Regions from separate parts of the Zea mays genome. Here regions 1 and 3 are each linked to region 2. The links are chromatin contacts, called in public Hi-C maps. All regions are on one chromosome and are shown on one strand. The core of a region is the stretch at or near the end of the contact, and the rest is flanking DNA. Distances in the headings are between cores, read along the strand shown. Region 1 holds the start of LOC103634188 (serine/threonine-protein phosphatase 7 long form homolog). Region 2 holds the start of LOC100191909. Region 3 holds the start of LOC100383089.

Region 1 (4,436 bases), core at 702-3,201, 150 kb before region 2:
AATATCATTTATGTTGTTATAATTTGTTTTATCACTTAAGACTTTTTAGCGTGACTTACATTTTTACATTTTTAATAAATATTTTGAATAAGACAAGTGGTCAACTTTTTTAAAAGTCAACGGTGTTATATATTTAAGAACAGATGGAATATAAACCAATAAATATAGAACTGTAGAAGCGCAAACATTTTTTACTCTTTAAAATATTTTAACAACTCATTAATCTAAAATTTAGATAGTTAAATTTACATAACTATTAAAGATGCTCGGACTAAGGCTAATAAGACACCCTAAAGGGTATTTAGAGAAGATCAGAAGATTTTGTCTTTTATAAGCTTCAACAATATCATCTAGAGAGTTTTTTTTAAAAGATATAGAGAGAGAGGATGATCCTTCATTATAGAGAGAGAGAGACTCGCTATTCTCTCCACTATTTTTTTACTTTTAGACAATGAATTAAGCAAAGTTAAAATATGTATAAAACATTTGAAAGTAGAAAAAATACGTACTAAAAACAAAAAATAGAGAGAAATATGTCCATGATATGTGTATTTAATGAGTAGAGAATGAGATATAAAAGACACTATTAAGGACGAATGGGATATAGAGGAGGGAAATCTGATGATATAATTGGAGATATTTTTAAATTCAAAACATCGGATGTGAGAGGGGGGCAGGCGGGCAGTGGCCAGCGGCGAGGAGAGGCCACCCGCTCCGTTGTTTGGCATGTCGAGCGAGGCGAGACGACGAGAGCACGAAGAAGAGAGTAAGCACAATCAAGACGAGATGGCTGATAGGACTCAGAACGAGATAATCCACTTGGGTTGTCCCAGCCAGCTACGTGAGATGGCTGGCCTCGGTCGATATTTCAGTAGCCGTCCGACTAGTATTATGTATTATCTACAATTATTAAAAAACATTGATCCATATTTTTCATAATAAATATTCCCTATGTCGTAGGATATAAGTCGTAACCATTTTTTATTCTTGTTCTATAATATAAGTCGTGCTCTTTTTATATATACATACATTGATGTAGTGATATAAAGACAATTAAATATGTTTTTTGGTCTTTAAACAGAGATGATTACGTCTTATACATACTCCCTCCGGTGTCCTATTAGTTGTCGTTTTGGATAAGGTTCGAGTCAAACTTATAAAATTTTGACTATAAATAATTATTTTGTTATTTAGTTTTGAAACCTAATATTTATATGCACCAATTTGTCATAAAAAGTACTTTTATAAAAGTATAAATGTATTAAGAGTTTATTTGTATTTTAACAAAAAACATTGGTCAAAGTTATATTTTGGAGACCGTGTGGTTGTCCTAAACGACAACTAATAGAAAACCGGAGGGAGTACATTAGGAGGGAGTATTATCTTAAAAAAACTGTCGCAATCGTTCCGGAATCGGGACCCGCCTGCCGCCTCAGGCCTCAACGCCCAATGGCAGCCGTAGCGAGCCGGACCACGCGACCATTTTGCACTTTGGGGCCCATGTTGGCGCCGGGATAAGGTGATACCCGCGTGACGTGGCTATCAATGTGATAGATTGATAGAGGCAGGCGGCCCGCGGCCTTGCTCGCAGTCGCGGCGGACGGGCGGACCCACTGATGTGTCCATCCAAGAGCGACGGGAGAGACAGCTGTGGCTCTGCCGTTGGACTCGGCAGATAATACTGCCATACTGGCACACTGCACTCAGTGCACTGCACTGCGGCCTGCTGGGGTTTTATTTGTTAAGTAACCCTGGTTAGGTTATGTGGGCAAATACCGGCTTTGCCCCTCAGGGGGTCTCACATCTCTATATAAGGAACCTGTATACCCCTTCATATTACGGGGATCAGAAAGAGGCCAGAGGCCCAACCCTATATCCAGTGTCTCGTGTGTTTTCTCTGTCGTGCTTATAAGAAGGGAGACGAGTTCTCTACATCTTCTTGCGCCTCTACTGCTGACGGGAGGGAAGGGAGCGGATCTGGTGATCCGTAGTAACATAGTTCTCAACACGTTATCAGCACGCTCTACTCGACGTTGCTGCGAGATCAGATCTGCCTCAACTCTTCGTCAAGCCGGCAGGTCTCCGGCCTTGCCGAACTGTCCTACGCGACAGACTTCGCTTCCGTTCGCTGAATCAAGAAATAAGGTACAAGATTTCCGTTATTTCTTCGATTTCTCTTCCTGCGAGTCGTGCGATAAGAATAAGAGAGAAAAAGGTGAACATTCATGTGTGTGTGCTGCGCCCCGTGTGAATCCGCATCGACGGGAGAGGGAAACCTCCCTACGCGCGCCCATAACCTGCGCAGAGAGGAAGACGAGAAGCGGCGTGCTTGTCTGACTGAACTCAGACGGCGACGTCCAGCCAGCCCACATGCCTAGATGCGCATGTGGAAGAGAGGCCCCGATGGCCATGGTCACCATCTCCCGGAAGAAGAGGAGCGCCTCGCGTCGAGCCCTGATCTAGGCTAGGGCGTGGCCGTACTCAACGACGTGGCTAAGGCTGGCTTTGGAGGAGCGGACCCTTCATCGTCTCCTCCGATCCGGTTCCTCCGCTGAAGTCTCAGCTTGGCATCGAGCGTCGGCAGGCCATAAGCGCGCAACCAGTTTGCCGGCCACAGCTCACAGCTCGCCAAGCGCTAATCCTATGCATTACCTGCCGCTGAGGGAAACGGATCTAAGCGGCGCATTGGGCTGAGAGATTTGACCACACTCAATAAGCCGTGCTGCTCATCCAATAAAAAAGAGACTTTTCGTTTGCCATGCTCACACACATGCATGACGTGCGTTCCCTCGCATGCGATAGCAGCCCACCACTCACAGTTGATTTATTTATTTTTTTCTCCCATAATTTCTGGTTGAATTAATCAACTTTCAAATAACCTTAATTTATATACATGCTTCATATTATTTATTCTATTTATTTCCTGTTACAAATAACAAATAAAATAAAGCATGTTTTATATTATGGTTAATTATTTCCTGCAGTAAATAATTAGTAGAAAAACGCATGCTCGGATATAGGAAAAATGCCTTTATGCACTTGATCTGCTTATGCTTATGCATTAAATTCCAGTATTATTTGTCTGTTTTATTTCTCGTAGTAGATAATTAGCAGAAATTATTAAAATGCGTGAAGGATATAGTGCACATACTCAAATCGCTCTGAATATTTGTGTTGTTTCGAGTTTTTGGACTCACGCTGAGCGATTAAATTGTATAGTGGGTACTCGGACACGCTGATCAGTTTGCGTTGGTAATCGGCTGAGTTATGGCATTAGCTGAATATTGGCTGCGCCCTGGCAACACGACGCAGTATTTGTGCCGTTCGAACTTGGCTGCGTCATGTGATTGCTATGTCGCACTCTCGCTTAATCGGATCGCTCCCGTTGAGTCGGACCGCCATCGCCGAGTCACATTTTTCGAGGACCCTGAAGGCATTGCATGTGTCGCAACTATTGAGTCACAATTGTGCTTGTTGCGTCTGTTGTGTCTGTTGCGCTTATTACGAAGGATGGATGTGTTGTCGTAGCCCTGATGCTGTACACGCGTTGACACCAGACGCTAGAGCTTGTACTCGTGTGGATTGTGGTGGGTTGTTAAAGCCCCTGAAGCCACATCATAGCGCAACCTTCATAAATAATTTTATTTGGCTCTATATTTTATTTGATTGTGTTGTGTGACATCATATATTTATATATATCGCCAAGTGGCCACAACAACTATATCAAGCTCTTTATAGCTTGGACATCTGGGAAATTAAACTGAAATACAATAAAACACAGATAAGTTAATTATTTGCTCTCTTCTCATGCATAAAGTTTTACTCGAAGTAACCCGAAGATATATAATATAATGCATGAAAGCCTTTTTGGTATAGAAGACATCAAAAATTGGGACTCTATTAGTAAGCAAAAAGACCTTACCAAATAATTTATGACTAGAAATCTCAGTCATACATTGCTCAATCAGATGTTAGCACATTGCTCTCTTTGTTGCTGAATGACATGAAGCAAACTATAAGATAAAAAGGACATGTAAGCGCTAGCAACACGAAGTTGCGAGTATATCGAGAGGTTATTCTGAGAAAATTTTCACTATGTTGGTGTGAAAACCATTGTGTGTTCCTGTCGAACCATTTTACTCGTTCTATCTAGGACATCTATGCTTGTGTTGCATACATCTCTCGGAATTGTAAATACTTATAGTCGCTGCATTGACTCGGGATAGTCCTTTGGCAAGTTTGGTATACACTGTAAGCTAAATGGTAAAGGTCGGTCCTGAATGGACACATACATGGGGTTTATGTAGCCGAACTACACCGAATTCCACCCATTGGCATGCTTACCATTATCTACCTCCGATCTACCAGAAGTGAGAAGAGTAGACAAATAACTATGAAATCCCACATCACCACAGAGCTTGAAGCTAAATTAGACA
Region 2 (4,383 bases), core at 196-2,695:
AGGTTGTTTATTTTTCTTTTAAACATAGATGGATTAAGGATCCTTAACATATGTTTTTTGTTATTTTCTCGAGATCTAAATGTTCATTGACCAAATTTGTCACTGTGTATGCAACTATGTTTTTGTATGTCACTAAAACTACCTATAAAATTATCACTGTGTATCAGTGTATGCAGTTGGCTTGATGTGAGACAATAAGCTAAACCCACGGGTTTTCCTTGGGTTTCCACCCAATTACGGGTTGGTTTGGGATCTGTTGACGCCTTCCGCGCTCAATTTGGTGCTCAACAGGATCAATATTGTTATTGGATGGGTTGGGTTTAACTTTCTTATAGTATTTTTGGTTGGGTGTGGGATGGATATCAAAGTAATTAGATTTGGGTATGGGTGGGAGTGGATTGGACTTTTTGCCATTAGCAGGCCTAGATGCGAGGCGTGGAGTTTACGTGCCGCCGTGCGCGCATCCGGGGCGATCGGCGCGGCGTGCCACGTGCGGTGAATTCGCCCGGAAGCGAGCGGTCGGCGGAGGGGACGCATTGCGTACGGTGGATCCATACCCATCGTCTTCCTGCTGCTGGTCTTTATTTTTTGCGCGGTGAAAGGGTGGGGGGTTCGGAGGAGCAGATAGCTTGGTAGCCGCTTTTTTTTTCACCGAGCGAGGAGGCTCATGCTTCCGGCGGTCGGTTTCAGCGGATCCGTTTTACCGACACCACGGGTCGAAAAGATGGAAAGCGAAAGGCCAGCGGGCTAGCCGGCTAGAGGCGCCGCAGCGACAGCGAGAGAGAGGGAAAAAAACTAAAGCTGAGCCGCGAACTAGGAAAAGGCACGATGAGGAGCTGCCGTGGACGTGGCTCCTCGACGACTCTAGTTATATTCGTTACCGCAAACGTTGTACGGCCAGTAACGAACTTTTGTTGTTGCAGTGCCCACATCTCGGTCGGTCGCTCCTGTGAAAAAAGGTAGGGGCACGCCACGATCCAGATCGTTTCTCCTGTTAACTTATCTACACACAGCCTGAAGCTTTGATGGAGCCATGAAAGGGGAGGCTCGCAGCCATGAATGGGGCAGGAGTGGCCAGGCCCGAATCTGGAGCACATGCGTGGCCCGGTGGCCGTCTCCATCCACGGGATGCCCGCAATTCCCGGCCTCATTGTCATGTGCCTCCCCAGTCCCCACCTCTCCAAACCGTCACGTGACCCATAGTCCGCAGTCCACGTCGCCGCCCACCCCCTCCCCTCAAATCTGAAATCCAATCGACTCATTAACCCCGGAGCTCGGCAGAGAGAGAGCATCGGCACGGCGCGGTGGTTGATTAACCAGAACCAGAAGCCAGCACGTGCGCGCCGGGGCTGGTCCGCCGCCTGGGTCTGCGTACATATGCGTCTGTCTGAGCGGGCGCCGCGAAGGAAACTGACGGGGGGCTTTGCTTGGCGTATAAAGCGTCTCGCGAGCGCCTACCGGCAGCCATAGCTGGTGAGTAGTAGTAGTATACTGGAGGAGGAGGAGGAGGAGGAGAGGGAGAAGACGAAGCGAAGCCAGGGCAAGGTCGTCGGAGCCGGAGAGGGAGGAAGGTGGAGAACCTCTACCTGCGTCACGTGACAACTGTCTCCTGACCCACAGGAGCGGCGGACTCCCTCTGCTCGCCGCGCGCGGCCTGTTCCGGTTCGGTCGGCGGCCGACGGCCGGCGGCGGAGGCAGCAGGAAGCTACTGTACCAACCGGCCCAAGAGAATTGCGGGTCCAGAGGCAGTGATGGCGGGGCGCTACGATTGACGTGCTACGATTATGGGCATCCAAGGTACGTACAGGAGCACGCGCGCATGGGCATGTATGGCCTGTCGATCTTGTGTGCTGCTGCGTGGCTTTCGTTCGAGTCATTGGCGGACACAGGGGAAATTAACCTCCGCCGCGCGCAGGGAACAAGGCGGCGACGCACGAGCACGACTTCCTCTCGCTGTACGCCGCCGCCGCCGCCAAGGACGCTCCTCTCCTGCTACACGACTCCAAGGCGCCGCCTCCTTCTCAAGGTCCGCACGCACACACTGCAGCCTTCATTCTCCCTTCCTCTCACGCCAATTCTACTCCCTCTCGTTGGACCTCCGCGCAAGCAATATAACATCTGCCTGTTGCAATTCCTTGTTTCCTGCCTGGATCAAACCGGGGAAGAAAACCTTGCAAGCCAGCTTGTAGTAAATGACTAATTAATTAACCAATCAAATTAGCATGTTCCTCGCACTGACGCGTGATGATTGGGGTTCATTTAACTAGTAGTATGTAATAAAGTACAGCACCCTATAAATTTCGTGCAATTTAAGCTGGACGGCGATAAGAAGCGACAACCAAAAGCAACGGCGGATCACGTGTGCGTCGGACGCAAGGAGCCGTCGACGGGCGGCCTTCCGTCCCATCTGTCCGGGCCCACCCACCCCGCCCCGACCCGACCCACGGGCTGGCTGGCTTTATTCATGCTTAAGCCGCATGGAAATGTTTTTATACGAACAATCGCGTGTTGATTTTCATTCGTTCTTCTTACGGCTATTTTTTGTTTTGTAAGGGAAAGTTTCTTATCACTGGCTACCGCCGATAATAAAAGTTACTGCGTATGTATATATATACAGGTAATTTCCTCTTGAAGACGCACGACTTCCTGCAGCCGTTGGATCAGAAGCCGGGAGCGCCGCCGGAGCCGTCGCCGCTGCCCGCTTCCGCCGCGGAGAGCAGGCACCAGCCGCAGCAGCAGGTCGTCGTCGCGAACCAGCACGCGCTGCCCCTGCCCGGCGGCGTCGGCACCTTCAGCATCAGCCCCGCGCCCGTGTCCGTCGCGCTGCCGGCGGCCGTCGTCAAGTCGGAGCCGCCGTTCGTGCTCTGGGGCCAGCCTGCCGCGACGCTCCATCCGGGCGCGCGAGGTACTTGTCCATCGTAGAGATTTTTCTTTCTCAAATTGTTATTTAAAGGGTTATTTACATAAAAATAGTACCAAAATATCTACCCCGAAGAATAGGAAAAGGATATATAGGGCCTGTTAAGTTGCTTACACCGTTTCGTCTATAGCGACATAGCGAATGCACACGCCACACAAACACGGCGCCGCGGTCGCACTGTCGCATGGGTTACTCGTGCTCTGGGGACGTGGGGTTTGCCGTTTGCGTGCCTGTCTCAAGTCTCAACAGTGCATGGAGAGCTAGAGCGAGACTCTACTCGTACGTCCCTACTCTACAGAGAGTGGGGTGGCCCGTGCATGTACACCTTCAAGCAGACCGGGCCCATTTGGGGCCCATGTTGGCCGTGCACCTTCAGCCTCGTGTCGTGTCACGTCCCGTCCTCTGTCTCGCTCGCAAGACCCACCCCACCCACGTGACCTCCAGGTGCTTGCCCGCCGGGCCCGGCCCACTTAATGGCCGAGCCGCCGGCTACATCCACGCCGGACGCTAGCTGCCACCGGCCCAACCACTCACCGACATGTGGGGCCGAACGGCTTCCGCCTGGCGCCTGCGCCATTCTTCGATAACTGTTTGCGAAATAAAAAAAAAATAGTAGCAAAAGCTAAAGGCGGGCGCTTTTGTGTGTTTCTTGTGTTGTGGGTCTCTCCACCACCACCAGCAGGGCACCAGCAGCAGTGGGCGCTCCCCTTCGCCGGCGCCGGGCAGGTCAGGCTGCCGCCGCAGCAGGCGCCTCCGGATAGAAAGGGCCGGGGCGGCGCCGGTGGCGGCGTCATGGAGTCTGGCTCCAGATCCAGCGGCGGGGCGGGGTTCGACGACGACGACGGCCTCACGACGCGCCGCGAGGTCTCCTCTTCGCTCCAAGGTACCTCAATTCCGCTGAATCTATGCGAAATTCCTCCTCGTGTTGCTCTCGACTCCAGCGACGATACAAACCTCGGTTTTTTATCTAGATATTTGACGGTTTCCGCCCATTCCTTTTTCAATTTTTTTAAAGACGCCCCGTCCTTGTTCTCATCGGGGGTAGTGTTCCGTGTTCGTGTAGCAGAGTTAACGGTGAGGAAGAGGATGACTGGTGTGGAAGGGATGAGTCCGCACGCGCTGGTGGCGACGGGCGCTGGCTGGCAGTGGCAGCCGGCACACGTCCACCGGCTGCATGCGCACCTCCTCGTCTCCGGCCGCCTCAGCGGCTCGCCTACCCTTGCCGCCCTTACGCTGCTGCGCGTCGCCTGCCGTGTCCCAGCGTCCCCTTGCCTCCGCCCGCTCGCCCACCATCTGCTCGACCGAATTCCCCACCTGTCCCCGCACCTCCTCCACGCCGCAGCGCGCCTCGCCTCCCGCCTCCGCCTGCCTTCCCTCGCGCTGCGCCACTACCTTGCTCTACGTGCGCGCCATCCGGCCTTCCTCCCGCCCGCCCCTGCCATCGCCGACGTGCTGAAGTCCGC
Region 3 (4,432 bases), core at 1,103-3,602, 250 kb before region 2:
TCATCCATACGAACATTGCGTTTTTTTTATTATTTTTTTCAGTATACGTTTCATCTCTCTATCTCTATCTCTCTCTGATGAAGAGTGATCAGTCCCCTGCTGCCAGCAAACTCTGAGGAGCTGGCTGAGCTGAGCTGAGATCATCCAGGTCCGGTCCTGGCGCAGGCGCATTCGATGTGATGCGAACGCGAGGTACACATGAATATGCACGGCAATGATTGGGGAGGAGGAAGACACAGATCTGCAGCAACCTTTCTGGCGAGCATAATGATGCGCGGGAAGATAATCTGGTGGACGGTCGGGGTCCATTCCATTCCATCCCGCGCCCGGGGCGGATGCGGATGGGGATCCCACCTCCCAGCACCCGGAGCAGGAGGGAAGGTGTGAGTGCGCGACGCCGAGGCCGGCCGCCGCTGCCGTGCACGGAAGAGGGGGGGCGCGGCGCGGCACGGCACGGCACGGCACGGCAGTGGGTCGTGGACGAAGAAAGCGGGGCTGGCTGCGTGGCCGTGGCTAGGAATCTAGTAGCAAGGCTTGTTATCCACGTCGCCCGGGGTGGTCCGCGGAGCTTGCCTTGAGGTCGTGTTCGTATCCTTTTGCCGTCCTTAGTTTAGCATTTCTCCCGAGATTCGGTTCCGGTCTGCTTTCCGTGACCGCTTTAGGGAGGATGGAGCAGCTTAGCGAGGGTCGGTAATGGCAGGCAGGCAGGCAGCTGCTGTGCTGAAGGAAAGGTAAAGTTTAAGCGGGCAGGGAATAACCCAGTAACTTGCAGGCCACTTCTCGGCGGTGTGCATTGGATTGGAGGAGCCGTGGAGATTTTTTATCAGGTTCCTTCCTGATGCTTTTCTTTCTTTCTTTCTTTCTTTGTTCCGGGAGAAACACCCAAGTTTTAAAAGCTTAAGCTTAAGGCCGGGGAGGGGCAGGGCAGGGGAGGGGGGCAAAAGCGTGTTTGGAGTGAATAGAAATATTGCATGGGCGGGAGGAGGCCTGCTTTAACTAATCTAAAGCTAGATTCGAGCCTGTGCGTGGCCCGAGGCTAACGAATAGTTTTTTTAATAAAAAAACTTGTTTATTTGCCGCAAAGAAAGATTTGAGATTAGGGGGGGAATCTGATGAACCCAGAAGCCGCATCTCTTTCATCAGCTGCCCCAAGCTTGCTTGCCCTTAACCGGAAGCTAGCCCAACGATCTAAAGACCCTGCCTTTGATTTTTTTCTCTCTCTCTCTTCTTCTCTCTCAAACCCACCCTCCCCTGTTTCTGCCTCTAAGCTGAAGTAACTGATTTCATGGCCAGTTACCAGATTGGCCTAATAGAAGACTGACCGGAGGATGCACGAGATGTGAAAGAAAGAAAGAAAGTAGGCTTGCTTTGCCGTGGGGGTAAGTAAGGGAGGCAATGCCTCGATCGGCACCCCCACCCCTGCTAATGTTGACCACCATTTTTCTTCTTCAACAAAACTAATCATGCCGATCATGAAGGGCGTGTAAATAATTGGCCGTGCCGACTATAAATTAAATAAAACCCCGGCAGTCAAATAATGATTCGGGGCAGGGGAGGCTGAGGCGAGGGGCATAATTTACAGCCAGGCGCCTCGAGGAAAGCGAGCGAGAGGTTGCGCTTGCGCCCACCATAAACAAATGCCCGTGGGAGTTGGCACTGTCAGGGATGCCGGCACGGTAATGCCCATTGCCCATTGCAGTAGTAGGAGTATTGCTGTGCTGTGTGTGCCGTGCCGTGCCGTGAAGAAGAACCTGATCGATCAGCCAGAGCCAGAGCCAGCCCCCTTCCTCTCTACGCTTGCTCGCTGGCTGTGCGTGTGTGAGAGGGTGAGTCTCCTAGCTACTCGTAGGAAGTAAGTAAACAAAAGCAAAGGTAAACAGCATGATTAAAGCGCTGTTAACAAAGATAAAGCGAAGGCGAGACGCCCTTCAAAATAAGGTCCATCGAGGCTAGCTTAAACAACGCCCGGCCATGATGGTGGTGATTAGGAGGAGTAAAGCGGCTGCCTGCAGCTACTAATCGGTGTGGTGGCTCGCCATGCATGCATGTACCACTCACTAGTCACTAGTCACTACTGGTGAAACTACAACAGCTACTGAACAAGTGCTAGTAGACCCTATAAAATCTGACAAGCCTTTGCCTACAAGCCCCTCTCTCTCTCTGTCTCTCTCACTCTCCCTCCCGTATGGTCTATGCCCTCCCACCCTCTTTCGTAGCGCTTCTTCCTATGCCTCTCGCCGGAACGGAACAGCAGATAGCATCACAATCTCCAGTGGCTGTGGGCATCTTTCCTTTTCCTGCCATAGGCTCTAGGCCGTGACGGGAGCTAGCTTCTCGCTTGCGTGCGTGCTTGCTCCGGCTATCATATTGCCTGCCTGCCTGCCTATGAACCTCTCCGGCCAATGGAGGAGCTACTTCTTCTTCTCTAGCCTTTCTCGTCTCTGATCCACCCATTGACCTTCGGTGCGCCCGGCCACTCTGCGCCGGCCTCTCGCGTGCGTCTCTCGTGTGAGTGCTACAGGCAAGCGAAGCGATGGACATGAACGAGAGCGGCGAGAAAGGGATGGAGGGCAACGCGTCCTCCGGCATCCCGGTGGACTGGCAGACCCAATTCAGCGCCGCCGCCTTCTCGTGCGCGCCGCCGCAGCAGCAGCAGGTTCCCATGATGGACTCCGCCTTCGCGTCCGCCGGCCTGTGGGCGTCCACCTCCCAGGCCATGGCGCTCTCCGACGCGGGCGGCAGGTCGGCCGCGCGGGCCGGCTTCTTGGCGCCGGTCCCCGGTTTCCTCCCGCAGGGCCTCGCCCATTTCCCCGTGGACTCCGGCTTCATCGAGCGCGCCGCGCGGGCTTCCTGCTTCGGCGGCGGCGGCGGCGGCGGGGTGATGGCTGCCTTCGGCGCAGCAGCTGATCATCAACCCATGAACAGCGCGTTCAGTGGATCCTCGGAGGCGCTGCTGGACCACCAGAGGACGAAGGACGGCAGCGACAAGGGCGAGCCGGAGCTCGGCCGGAACGGCCACGACGGGGTTCTGAGCTCGGAGGCGGCTGCTGCGGGGGACTGCTCGTCCAAGGGGACGTCCGACTCCAAGAAGAGGAGAAGGCCTAACGAGGTGACCGCTCTCTCTCTCTCTCTCTCTCTCTCTCTCTCTCTCTCTCTCTCTCTCTCTCTCTCTCTCTCTCTCTCTCTCTCTCTCTCTCTCTCTCTCTCTCTCTCCTTGCTTGCTTTGCTGCTCGTGTCTGCAACTTCCCCGCTGCCGTATAAACTGGATGGATGCTCATGCTCATGCTGTCATGCATCAGGTGATGGGAGGCGATCAGGTCCAGTCGTCGAACCTGCCCGCCGACTCAGCGAACGAGAGCGTGCACAGCAAGGACAAAGGCGAGGAGAGCAGCCTGGCAACAACCACCACCGGACCCGGCAAGTCGAAAGGAAAGGGGGCGAGAGAGACCTCCGAGTCCCAGAAGGAAGACTACATTCATGTCCGAGCTCGGCGCGGACAGGCAACCAACAGCCACAGCCTAGCAGAAAGGGTACGGATTTGATCAACGGGTGGCATCCCCGTGTTTACCGTCTGCTGTGGATCGCGGTCTGGAATTCACACCCCAATGTTTAACCCTGCTTGCTGCGTCTTTTTTTCTCTGCAGTTGAGGAGGGAGAAGATTAGCGAGAGGATGAAGCTGCTGCAGGACCTCGTTCCTGGCTGCAGCAAAGTAGGTCTATCTTCCACACAGAAGAAAGAAAAGGGGAACAGAACTTGCTTGTGTGTTTTTATGTTGGTTTTCATTACAAATGAACATCTCTGTCCATTGGAATCCAGGTCACTGGGAAGGCGGTGATGCTTGACGAGATCATCAACTATGTCCAGTCCCTGCAAAGACAAGTCGAGGTAATCAGTAACTTGTATGTTAAAATACGCACAACTTTGTCTCAATCAAGGCTTAGCTACGAACCAAGTCTTCATTTGGAAGAGAGGAAGTAGAATCGCTAGATACCGAGACTAGAACATGAATAGAATTCTGTACATCCCTTATTACATACTGATCATGGCAAGCATCAAAACATTGAATTGATCTTGTTGCATCATGCAGTTCTTATCAATGAAGCTCGCAACGGTAAACCCAAGGCTCGACCTCAACATAGAAGGGCTTCTATCGAAAGATGTATGATGCTTCCTGCAATCCCATTCTCTCTCTCTCTCTCTCCATTTGTTATACATGTAAGAATCTAACAAAGCCATATATTCTTTACCATCAGCTTCTCCGCTTCCCTGGCGTTCCTTCGTCTTCCCTTGGATTCTCCCCGGAAATGATGCACCCACAGCTGCAGCTCTCGCAGCCAGGCCTGATCCAGGGCGGCGCTGCCGGCATGGCCAATCCGGACGTGTTCAGGAGAATCATGCAGGCACAGTTAAGCGCAAAGGACGGGTCTCAGG

What was found. Hi-C and Micro-C count contacts between places; a contact is called where the count stands out from the background.
Region 1: a Hi-C map of endosperm shows a contact between it and region 2, with 2.4 times the contacts expected there. The contact joins the promoter of LOC103634188 here to the promoter of LOC100191909 in region 2. A contact is called at or near these places in 10 of 25 Hi-C or Micro-C datasets (bundle sheath, ear, endosperm and 5 more) and 1 of 3 datasets of contacts at active chromatin or transcription factors (leaf).
Region 3: a contact with region 2 is called in a Hi-C map of leaf, with 3 times the contacts expected there. The contact joins the promoter of LOC100383089 here to the promoter of LOC100191909 in region 2. A contact is called at or near these places in 8 of 25 Hi-C or Micro-C datasets (bundle sheath, ear, endosperm and 3 more).

Annotation. Positions count from the first base shown.
Region 1 is chr7:135,414,019-135,418,454 of Zm-B73-REFERENCE-NAM-5.0, forward strand. LOC103634188 (serine/threonine-protein phosphatase 7 long form homolog) reads left to right here and starts at 1,952. Exons shown (of 9, transcript XM_008655773.2): 1 at 1,952-2,145.
Region 2 is chr7:135,560,460-135,564,842 of Zm-B73-REFERENCE-NAM-5.0, forward strand. LOC100191909 reads left to right here and starts at 1,446. Exons shown (of 12, transcript NM_001350318.1): 1 at 1,446-1,797; 2 at 1,916-2,026; 3 at 2,618-2,905; 4 at 3,600-3,803. The coding sequence starts at 1,785.
Region 3 is chr7:135,305,389-135,309,820 of Zm-B73-REFERENCE-NAM-5.0, forward strand. LOC100383089 reads left to right here and starts at 2,353. Exons shown (of 7, transcript NM_001366809.1): 1 at 2,353-3,109; 2 at 3,300-3,530; 3 at 3,645-3,710; 4 at 3,818-3,886; 5 at 4,089-4,160; 6 at 4,255-4,431. The coding sequence starts at 2,534.